Regions from separate parts of the Arachis hypogaea genome. Here region 2 is linked to region 1. A link is a contact called in public Hi-C data. All regions are on one chromosome and are shown on one strand. Each heading gives the region's core, a stretch centred on a gene start, on an enhancer-like site or on the middle of the called end of the contact. The rest is flanking DNA. Distances are from core to core; before and after follow the strand shown.

Region 1 (4,651 bases), core at 796-3,295:
GCACACACCACACACGTATCAGTGTATCAGCTATTCTTAGTTCTACTCGTTTTTGTTGCATTTTGAATCATTGTAATCATCTGGACTTGATTCACATAACACCAGCACATGCGGGACTAAGCATAGTACCTCTTCGGCTTCGCCATTAGGGACTATATTAGTGCAACAGAATTAGTGATTATATTTTATTTCTCATGTTCCTTTCTTCACACCATTTATCAATACAAAAGGATATTAATTAGCCTTAAAATTAGCCCTCAGTATTTATAAAATCAACTAACACAGCAAAATACTTATAAATAGTACATCGGTAAATGTCAATGACTATAATAGAAAAATGCCTCAGACTTCTCTTCTTTTCTTTCTCCCCTAAATTTTGAAGAACATTATAATTGTTGGCCTCGAACTATGTAGTTTCCAGTTTCCCAAGAACTCAATATTCAATTCAGTAGTTCGATGCGAAGAAATTGCAGACACCCTCAATCTTCTAAAATTAACAAGCAGAGAGCTTCTCATTCACCAGTTTAATTGACATTATCCACCACACTGCATTTGTTTTTTTCCTGGTACTTTGGTAGTGCCTAATTTGTCTGTTATACTTGAAGAAAAGAACACGTTTCCTCAACTTAGTTATTTAATATTTTTTTTTAAGAAGAAAAGAAAAATTCCTTGTGCCTATTTTCAAGAAACCTCAAGCTGGCTACAAACACATGACCAAGTGCAAACCGTTGCAAGCATCAAGGAATACCTGGAGTTTCCAACAGCATGTCTCCATTCAACTATAAATTATAACAGCTACTGATTCAAAAGCACAATAAACTGTCAACAATGATGCTTTACTCCGTAATGGAGTTCAAAAATATTATGTAAATATTTATAAAATTTAATTTTGATACCATTAGTGTAAAATATCGTTCAATCACAACAGTCATTTTAGATGACCAGGTCAACGTAGAAGATAATTATTTTTGTTGACAGTGAATTTCATAATTAGATGCACGTGTAAAACTATCAAAATTGAATTCATATTTATATGTATTTCATATTTTCATATATATATTTTATAGAACAATGCTATATGACCAGCAAATGTTATTATTTTTGGCTAGAACTTGACCAGCAATAATTTGCATCCATATTTACAAACCTTTTGCACACCATAAACATATAATTTGCACTTATATTTACCAGAATTTTACACACATGAATCAATAAAATTTCACTCATATTTTTTAGAATTTGCACTTATGAATTATTAAAATTTATTTGTGATAATTTGGTGTTTGCGCTGGTGCTTAAAATATTAAAAATTGCTGCCCCAAGAGTTTTTCTATTTTATATAACTGGCTTATTAGTAACAGCTTTGAGATGTACATGCAGCACTATGGTTTCCCTAATAGATAAGCTTTAATTTCGGGCAAGAATAATGATCACAATTTTGTTTCCGAAGAGTTTTAGATTTACCTCTTACGCCAGCGTTGTTAATCAAGGAATCAATGTGCCCAAACGCGTCCCACGCCTTTTGCACAGACCTCTCGATGGTGGGGCCATCGGCACACACGTCGAGTTCCACGGCGACCGCACGGTGGCTACTTGCACCGCTGCCTTTCTCCGGCGAGGCCATCTGATTGATTTCGTCGCACAGAGACCTGAGGCGGTCCAATCGGCGAGCCGCCGCCACGATCCTGCAGCCGGATTTGGCGAGGTCGAGGCAGAAGTCCAGGCCGAGCCCGGAGGAAGCGCCGGTGACTAACACAACCTTGTCTTGGAGGTTGTGCCATGGTTCCAGGTGGTCGGAGACCTGTGACGGCATTGATTGATTTGGGCTTGGCGATTTGAGTGGAGGTGATGTTGTTGAAAGAACGGGAAAATGAGGAAAATGAGGAGTTTGACAAAGAAACCAGACAGGGACATATAACACTAGAAGCGTATACTAGTGAAAAGTTTGGCAATCTATACCATGTATAAAAAGACTGTGTTCGGTGGCGAATTTTTTGAATATTGGGGTCAGATTTGAGATTTATCAAAATATTGAAATTTTATCAATGAATTTTGTTAATATGGAGGTGGTTAGAAAAGATAAATGGTTACTCAATTTTTTAATATTTATTTTTTCTAAAAAAATTGTTAGTAATCATTTGAATTGACAGAAAAAATAAATTTTTAGTAATGATTTTAATTAATTGAAATTTACTTTTTTAGAAAAATGAAATCGTTAGTAATGATTTCAATTGAGTGAGACTTTGATTTTTTTTTTCAAATATAAATCGTTAAAAATAGTTAAAATAGGTTTAATTATTCTGTTTCTTAATGTAATTTTACTAAATTAACAATTAAATTTTTATAATTTTTTATTAAATTTTTATATTATTTTTAATTTTATAATTAAGTTCTTTTTATGTTAAAAAAATTAAAATTAATAGAATATTTTTTCAATTTACAGAAAAATAATTTGTTAACTCTAATATTTTTATTTAGTAAGAATTTAATTACAAAATTTAAAATAGTGTAGAAATTTAATTGAAAAAAATATATAAAAATTTAATTACAAATTTAGTAAAATTACAAGAACTAGGATAGTAATTAAATTATCAAAATAATTAAAAGAAGAAGAATTTTTTAATTACAAATAATAATAAATAAAAATAATTATCATAATAATATTAATTAATAAACAAAAATATTCTGTAAACTGAAATATGTCATCTTATATTCTATTTTTTAATCACAGTAAATTTATGGAGTACAATAAATTAAAATTGTACCCATGAAGATGGTTTCGTACGATAAAATTATATACGCATTGAAAAATTATTTAAAAATTTTAAATTACTCTTTTTCCTAACCTTAATCTCAACACTCCTTCCCTAAATATCAACCCTCCCTTTATTCTTTATTCTGGATTTCACCACCTTCTTTACCAACACTACTGCCACCAATTGTCAGTCCCACCTTTCTCCGTGATCATGATCCTACCTTACCATCGTCTACACCCTTTTTCTTATTGCGCTTCTCACAACAGTCTTCACGACCATGATCCTCTCCCTTCAATCCTGATTTCTTGTCTCATCTTCCTAATGAATTCTTCAAATTTTTTATTCAGTTCTTTTGAATTTTCTACTTCTTATACTTCTTTATTATTTGTTCCCACTAATAACTCATACCTAGACATTCTAAAATTCTTAAGAGGTAGTGACGTCTCAGATCAAGAGCCATCGAAAAATTCAATTCTAGAAGAGATCAAGAACCAAGGAACAAAATGCAATTAAAGCCTAACTAGAAGATCTTACATTTAGATACAATTTAAGAGAGAGCTAACCAATACCATCATCAACAAAACCATAATTGGTGGCGTCAATTTTCAGCCAAAGAGGTTGTGGCTATGAGCTAGGATCCGGTGACTACTTTTCTTGGTACCTGAGAATTGTCGATTCAATAAAACAGTGTGGATAGCATGACGCCGGAGACAGTGGCCGGAAACTAAAACTATAAAGGCTTATTCAAACCAACAAGAGATAAAAAACAGTGTCTCGGTGGGCAGATCTGGTAGCAGAGTAGGACCCATTTCAAAGAAGGACTGGTGTTGATGGTCGTCATCAGAGCTATCATGGTCAGGATAGGATCAAAACAATCAGAAAGCTTCATTAAGGCTTAGAAGAAAATGATGATGGTGATGATGATGATGGTTATTGATGAGTAGTTGTATTGATTTTATCGTAGCTTGTATTATTCTTTGTGTTATATACAGAATAAAAGGAAGGTTGAGATTTAGGAGTGATGGTTGGTGGCAGCAGTGTCGGTGAAGGAGGTGGTGGTCATTAAAAGAAAAAAGAAAGGGTATATATTTGGGAAGGGGTGTTGAGATTAGGATTAAAAAAAAGAACAATTTGAAACTTTTAGATAATTTTTTAGGGATTTGGATTTTTTAAAGTTTGAATTTTACTTTTAGAGAGTAAAGTGTGATCTTTCACCATTGATTTTATAGGTGGGACTAATAATAAATATAAAAGAGAAACTATTCAAGGGTAGAAAATCACCCTTTACTATCTAAAGTGAAATTCAAACTTTAGAGGATCCAAATCTATTTTTCAGTGTTTGAATAATTTTGTTGTACATGCCCATATTTCATGGGTATAACTTTAATTTTTATTCATAGATAGATTTGTCAGCATTTAAAATTTTCGTCGGTAGAAATAATAGTTTATTCTAAATATGTGCTAATAATAATAACTACAATAAAAACCTTAAAATATATCTAAAATTTTTTTGTTAATAAATAGATATCTTGTTATACTAAAAACTATTATTATTATCCACACTCACACACTATAATAACAACAAAATAATTTAACTAAATCAACTCTAATTAATATTAATGTAAAAAAATTATAACATAAAAAATAAAAAAGAATTAAAATTTTTGAGTTTGAAAAAGATTTTATTATTTATTGTGATAACAAACATTTGGTTGATTGCTTGAGGATTGATTTTAATTTATGGTTTGATTGATTGTGCAATAAAATTTCAGGATTGACATTGGTATAAATGCTCATTTGATTATATTTAAAAAAAAAAAATCAACCATCAAGATCAAGATATAAGGATAATATGGAAGAGATTACTGTTACCAATAAAAAATAAAAGTATCATT
Region 2 (4,651 bases), core at 1,262-3,761, 360 kb after region 1:
CGAAGGCATCCAGCTCCACCTTCTCCAGCGGCAACAAGAACCACTCCAATAGCCCCGTTCCCTGTCATAACAAGAACAAAATCCGTCACAAAACATGGAGATCTGGCAAATTCAATGAAGCCATCGCTAAAACCCTAACTAGAGGGGAAAAAAACCAAACCTAATAGAACGGATCGGAATCGGCGATTAGGAGGTTACCTGCTTGAAGACGACGAAAACGGCACTGGGATCTCAACGACGAAGGCGACGACACCGAGACTGCAGAAGAAGATGGTGACGAGACCTTAGGAGATGGCGCCGAGACCGCAGAAGACGATGCCGACAAGACCTCAGGAGATGGCAGTGAGATGCAGAAGATGGCAGCGAAGAAGACGACAATGGCGCTCGGAGACGACAATGGTATCTGATTGGAGAAGATGAGAATGGTGTGGATGAGTTAGGATTAGTGAGGGTAATTTAGATGTATTTTTTTTTAAATTAGGGATCGTTTTTGCGACTGATTTAATTATAAAATCGGTAGCTAATTTGAAAATTAGCAATGGATTTAGTGACCACAATTTTAGTGATCAATCATGTTATTCTATTCACTTATACATCGATTATAAAATTGGTAGCTGAATAAAAAAATTAGCGATCGATTTTGTGACCAAGAGTTTAAAAGATATTTTTTTCTTTGTTTTGGTTACTAATGCGGTCGCTAAATTAAAAATTAGTGACTGATTTTAGTGACTATTTATATTCTAGTTGCATAAAATTAATCGGTCGCTAATTCGGTGACTATTGGTGACTGATTCTGTTAGTCACTAAAATCAGTCGCTAACTTAACAATTAGTAACTGATTTAGCGACCAGTAATTTAGCAACTGAATTAGCGACCAAACAATTGTTTACCCTATTTCACTATCTGTTGCAAAATTGGTCGCTAAAATAAAAAATAGCAACCGATTTTGTGACCAACAGTCCTAAAGATATTACTTTCTGTTTTGGTTGCTAATTCGGTCGCTAAATGAAAAATTAGCAACCGATTTTAATGATCAACTTTACTATAGTTGTATTAAAACCTTATTAGTTGCTAATTCGGTTGCTATTAGTGACCGATTTTTTCGGTAGCTAAAATCGGTCGCTAAATATAATTTAGCGACGGATTTAGTTACCAATTTTTTTCTGTCTTAGAAAATATATATCGATCGCTAAATCGGTCGCTATTAGCAACCAATTTTTTCGGTCACTATCTTGATACTTTCTTGTAGTGATACATTATTAGGTATAATCTCACACCATTAAAAACATTAATGATAGTTAGTTGACAGCTATAAATTATAAAACTTGCTAACCTCTTAGCACTTCTTATAGAATTGTCTTCTATAGAATCTTTTATTATAGAATTTTCTAGTACAACTTATAGTGAATCTGATTTTTGTTGGTCTTGAGTTTTATTCCTAGTATTTTCAACATTAATACATGCAGTACTTTCATTAAGAAAACTTGGAACAACTTTAGGATAACATGTAATATGTATGATTTTCTTACCAAGTAACAGCATTATGAGAGACATACTTACATCTTTATCAAATTTGATTTTAGAAAGATCTCTCATTAAATTTTTTATACAAATTCAAAAATTTGAAATATTCTCGCATTTCCTAATCTCTTTTGCCAAAGCTATTTTTAATATTCGAAAGATGAAAAAAAGTGATATTTTGATATTTTAGTTCATTTAGAATTAAACCATGCACATTATCATATTTTTTAGCAACAAATAAAACCTTTTTAAAAATTTTATCAAGAACAATACATTTAAGTCTCTTGAAAGTTACTATACTATGTCACACAATTAATTAATACTCAAGAGATTATGCTTCAATTCTTTAATTAAGACTATATTGTCTATGAAAGTAAAAAAATCCTTACCTATTTTACTAATGACAATAATATTGTTCTTTCTATCATTTTCAAAAGTTATAAATCTTTCATCATATTTGTTGAGTTTAACAAAAAAAATTGATTTTTTGTTATGTGTTTTGAACATGTACTATCTAAGTATCATATATTTTTCTTTCTCTTAGTTGTAAAGTAAATACTAAATTAAAAGAATTAAATTAATAACTACAAGTGATAGAGAAAAATATTAAAGGCACTTTTTCGAAAAGAAATAATAGAAGGGAGATTAATATACATTAGTCCAGATCAAAATTGAAAACTGAATTAGCTGTGTTTATTTTTGAGAACAGGATAAGACAAAACATTGATAACCAGACATAAAGAACAGATATATAAAATTTTGTATTTTATATTCTGTTTGACGACAAACTAGAACAAATTATAAAAATCTAATTTATTGTTAATTTTTTCATTCAAAAAATTTGAGACGAAAAATATAATTATAAAAAATTAATAAAAATAATAAAAAGTAAAAAATAAATTATATTTTTTATTAATGTCTCTATATACGTAAAATACATTAATTTAATATTTCTAATATAATATTTTTTTCCGTATTTCTTTATCAAACACAATTTTATGTTTAGTGTCCTTTATCTGTAAACAAATGAAGCCACTATGTACGTGTTAAAGAGTTATTGTAATGAAGGGAACTTTTAGGACAAGGGAAGTCCACATTCCACAACCCTAGCAGCACACTGACTGAAAAAGGGTAAGGCAATGACGAGGGCATACGGCGGGAAGGGGCGGAAGCGAAAGCTAGCTGAGCCCAAATACGACCGCCAGGAAGATCAAGATTACCACCAAGAAGACCAGCAACCGCAGCCAAAGCGCCAAGAACCAGAACAACAACAACAACAACAACCCGCTGATAACAACGAAGAACTGCCGGGCATCCCAATTGCCCCAACCGAACTTCAAACTGACAAGCCCAACGTCATCTTCATCCTCGAAAAGGCTTCTTTGGAGGTCGCCAAAGTTGGCAAGGTAATAATTTTATTAAATTGCATTTTGATCCTATGGCTTTTGGTTGTTGCGTTTCACTGTAAATTGGGGTCTTTTGGGTGCAGACTTATCAGCTCTTGAACTCGGATGAACATGGCCATTTCCTCCGAAAGAATAACAAGAACCCCGGTGATTATAGGCCTGACATTACGCATCAGGTTGGTTTGTTCGTTGAACTTTCTAGAATTTGTTTTTGACTTTGTTTTTTCAAATATTTACATGCCTAGGAGTTTCAATTGGCTTTGTGTCCCTTGTTAGTGTCTCTATCCTTTCTGTTAGAATAGACACAAAATACATTCATTCAGTTCCCAACATAATGTCTCTATCCATGTCTCATCTGTCAAACACGATTTTGTGTCTCTGTGTCGTCTCATTGTCCCGTTCCTATAAACAAACGCAGCCTATGAGTTATTTTCAAACATGGGTATAATTAAAATATCACTGTCATTCCTCTTATCTTTATACTTCCAAACAATGTTCTAAATAGCATGGTGTGTGTTCATTTGTTTATTTTTCTCTTGAAAGTTGTATCATTATAGCTTTTTTCTGCTGCTATGTGTTATTTTAAATCTTGATATTTGCCAAATTATGTTTTTAGGCTCTTCTATCTATTTTGGATAGCCCACTGAATAAGGCTGGGAGGTTGCGTGCAGTTTATATAAAGACTGAAAAAGGTGTTCTTATAGAGGTTAAGCCATATGTTCGTATTCCCAGAACATTTAAGCGGTTCTCTGGTGTTATGTGTAAGTTACAACTTGTCGATTCCCATCTGTGTGCACTTTTATGTATTTTGCATTGAATTTTTCGAGCGAGAAAAATGAACGAGCTCTCATTTATCAATCTCAATAAATTTTACTATCTTGCAGTGGAACTGCTGCAAAAATTGAGCATATCTGCTGCTGGCAAGCGTGAGAAGCTTCTACGCGCAATAAAAAACCCTGTAACCCAGTATTTGCCTCTTAACTCTCGAAAAATAGGTGACTTTTCTTTTACAGTTGTATTGAAAATTGTTTCAAGCAAGGTTAAATGATTGTTGAGAAGGAGTTTCTCTTGGTGGTTGGAAAGAGAAAACAGGATGATACTTATTTCCATTTTTTACCATCGGTATTTTCCTTTTTCAATATTAGGTCTCTCCTACAGTTCAGACAAGCTGGTAACCATGAGGGACTATGTATCAACTATACCCAGTAATACAGACCTTGTCTTTGTGGTACTCTCCGAAGTTCAACTCTCTATGTTATTGTTATTATCTCGGTTGATATGAAATTTAATAATCTATTTTTCAGGTGGGAGCAATGGCCCATGGGAAAATTGAGACAGATTATACAGAGGACTACATAGCAAGTACGTATACACTATATATGCGCTTGCCTTCCAGTTTTGTTACATAGCAAGTACATATACAAATAATTCCACACTCACCTTTTCAGCCACATTTATTTTCTTCTGTTGAGTCTTTTGTCTTTGCGGTGCTTTAGCCTATCGCCTTGTCCCTATTCAGGACCTGAGACTTTTACCAATAGTAAGGTCTCATGTTCAAGTCTTATGAAAAGAAATATTTAACATCTTAGACCTTTACCCATAATAGGCTCAACTATACTTGAGGCAGATTAGTCAGAATCAAGTGGATTATATATGCTCATTTTGCTGGTGGTTTGGGAAACAACAAAATACATTACATATTACGTATACTATACATGCCAAAT

Evidence for each region. A called contact is a pair of places that touch in the nucleus more often than the background predicts.
Region 2: a Hi-C map of an unstated tissue shows a contact between it and region 1, with 2.2 times the contacts expected there. The contact joins the promoter of LOC112745138 here to the promoter of LOC112745089 in region 1.

What each region holds. Positions count from the first base shown.
Region 1 is chr2:59,949,206-59,953,856 of arahy.Tifrunner.gnm2.J5K5, forward strand. LOC112745089 reads right to left here and starts at 2,046. Exons shown (of 3, transcript XM_025794848.3): 1 at 1,465-2,046. The coding sequence starts at 1,813.
Region 2 is chr2:60,311,890-60,316,540 of arahy.Tifrunner.gnm2.J5K5, forward strand. It overlaps LOC112745138, which reads left to right and starts at 2,512. Exons shown (of 7, transcript XM_025794849.3): 1 at 2,512-2,927; 2 at 3,011-3,103; 3 at 3,544-3,688; 4 at 3,812-3,922; 5 at 4,073-4,155; 6 at 4,232-4,289. The coding sequence starts at 2,661.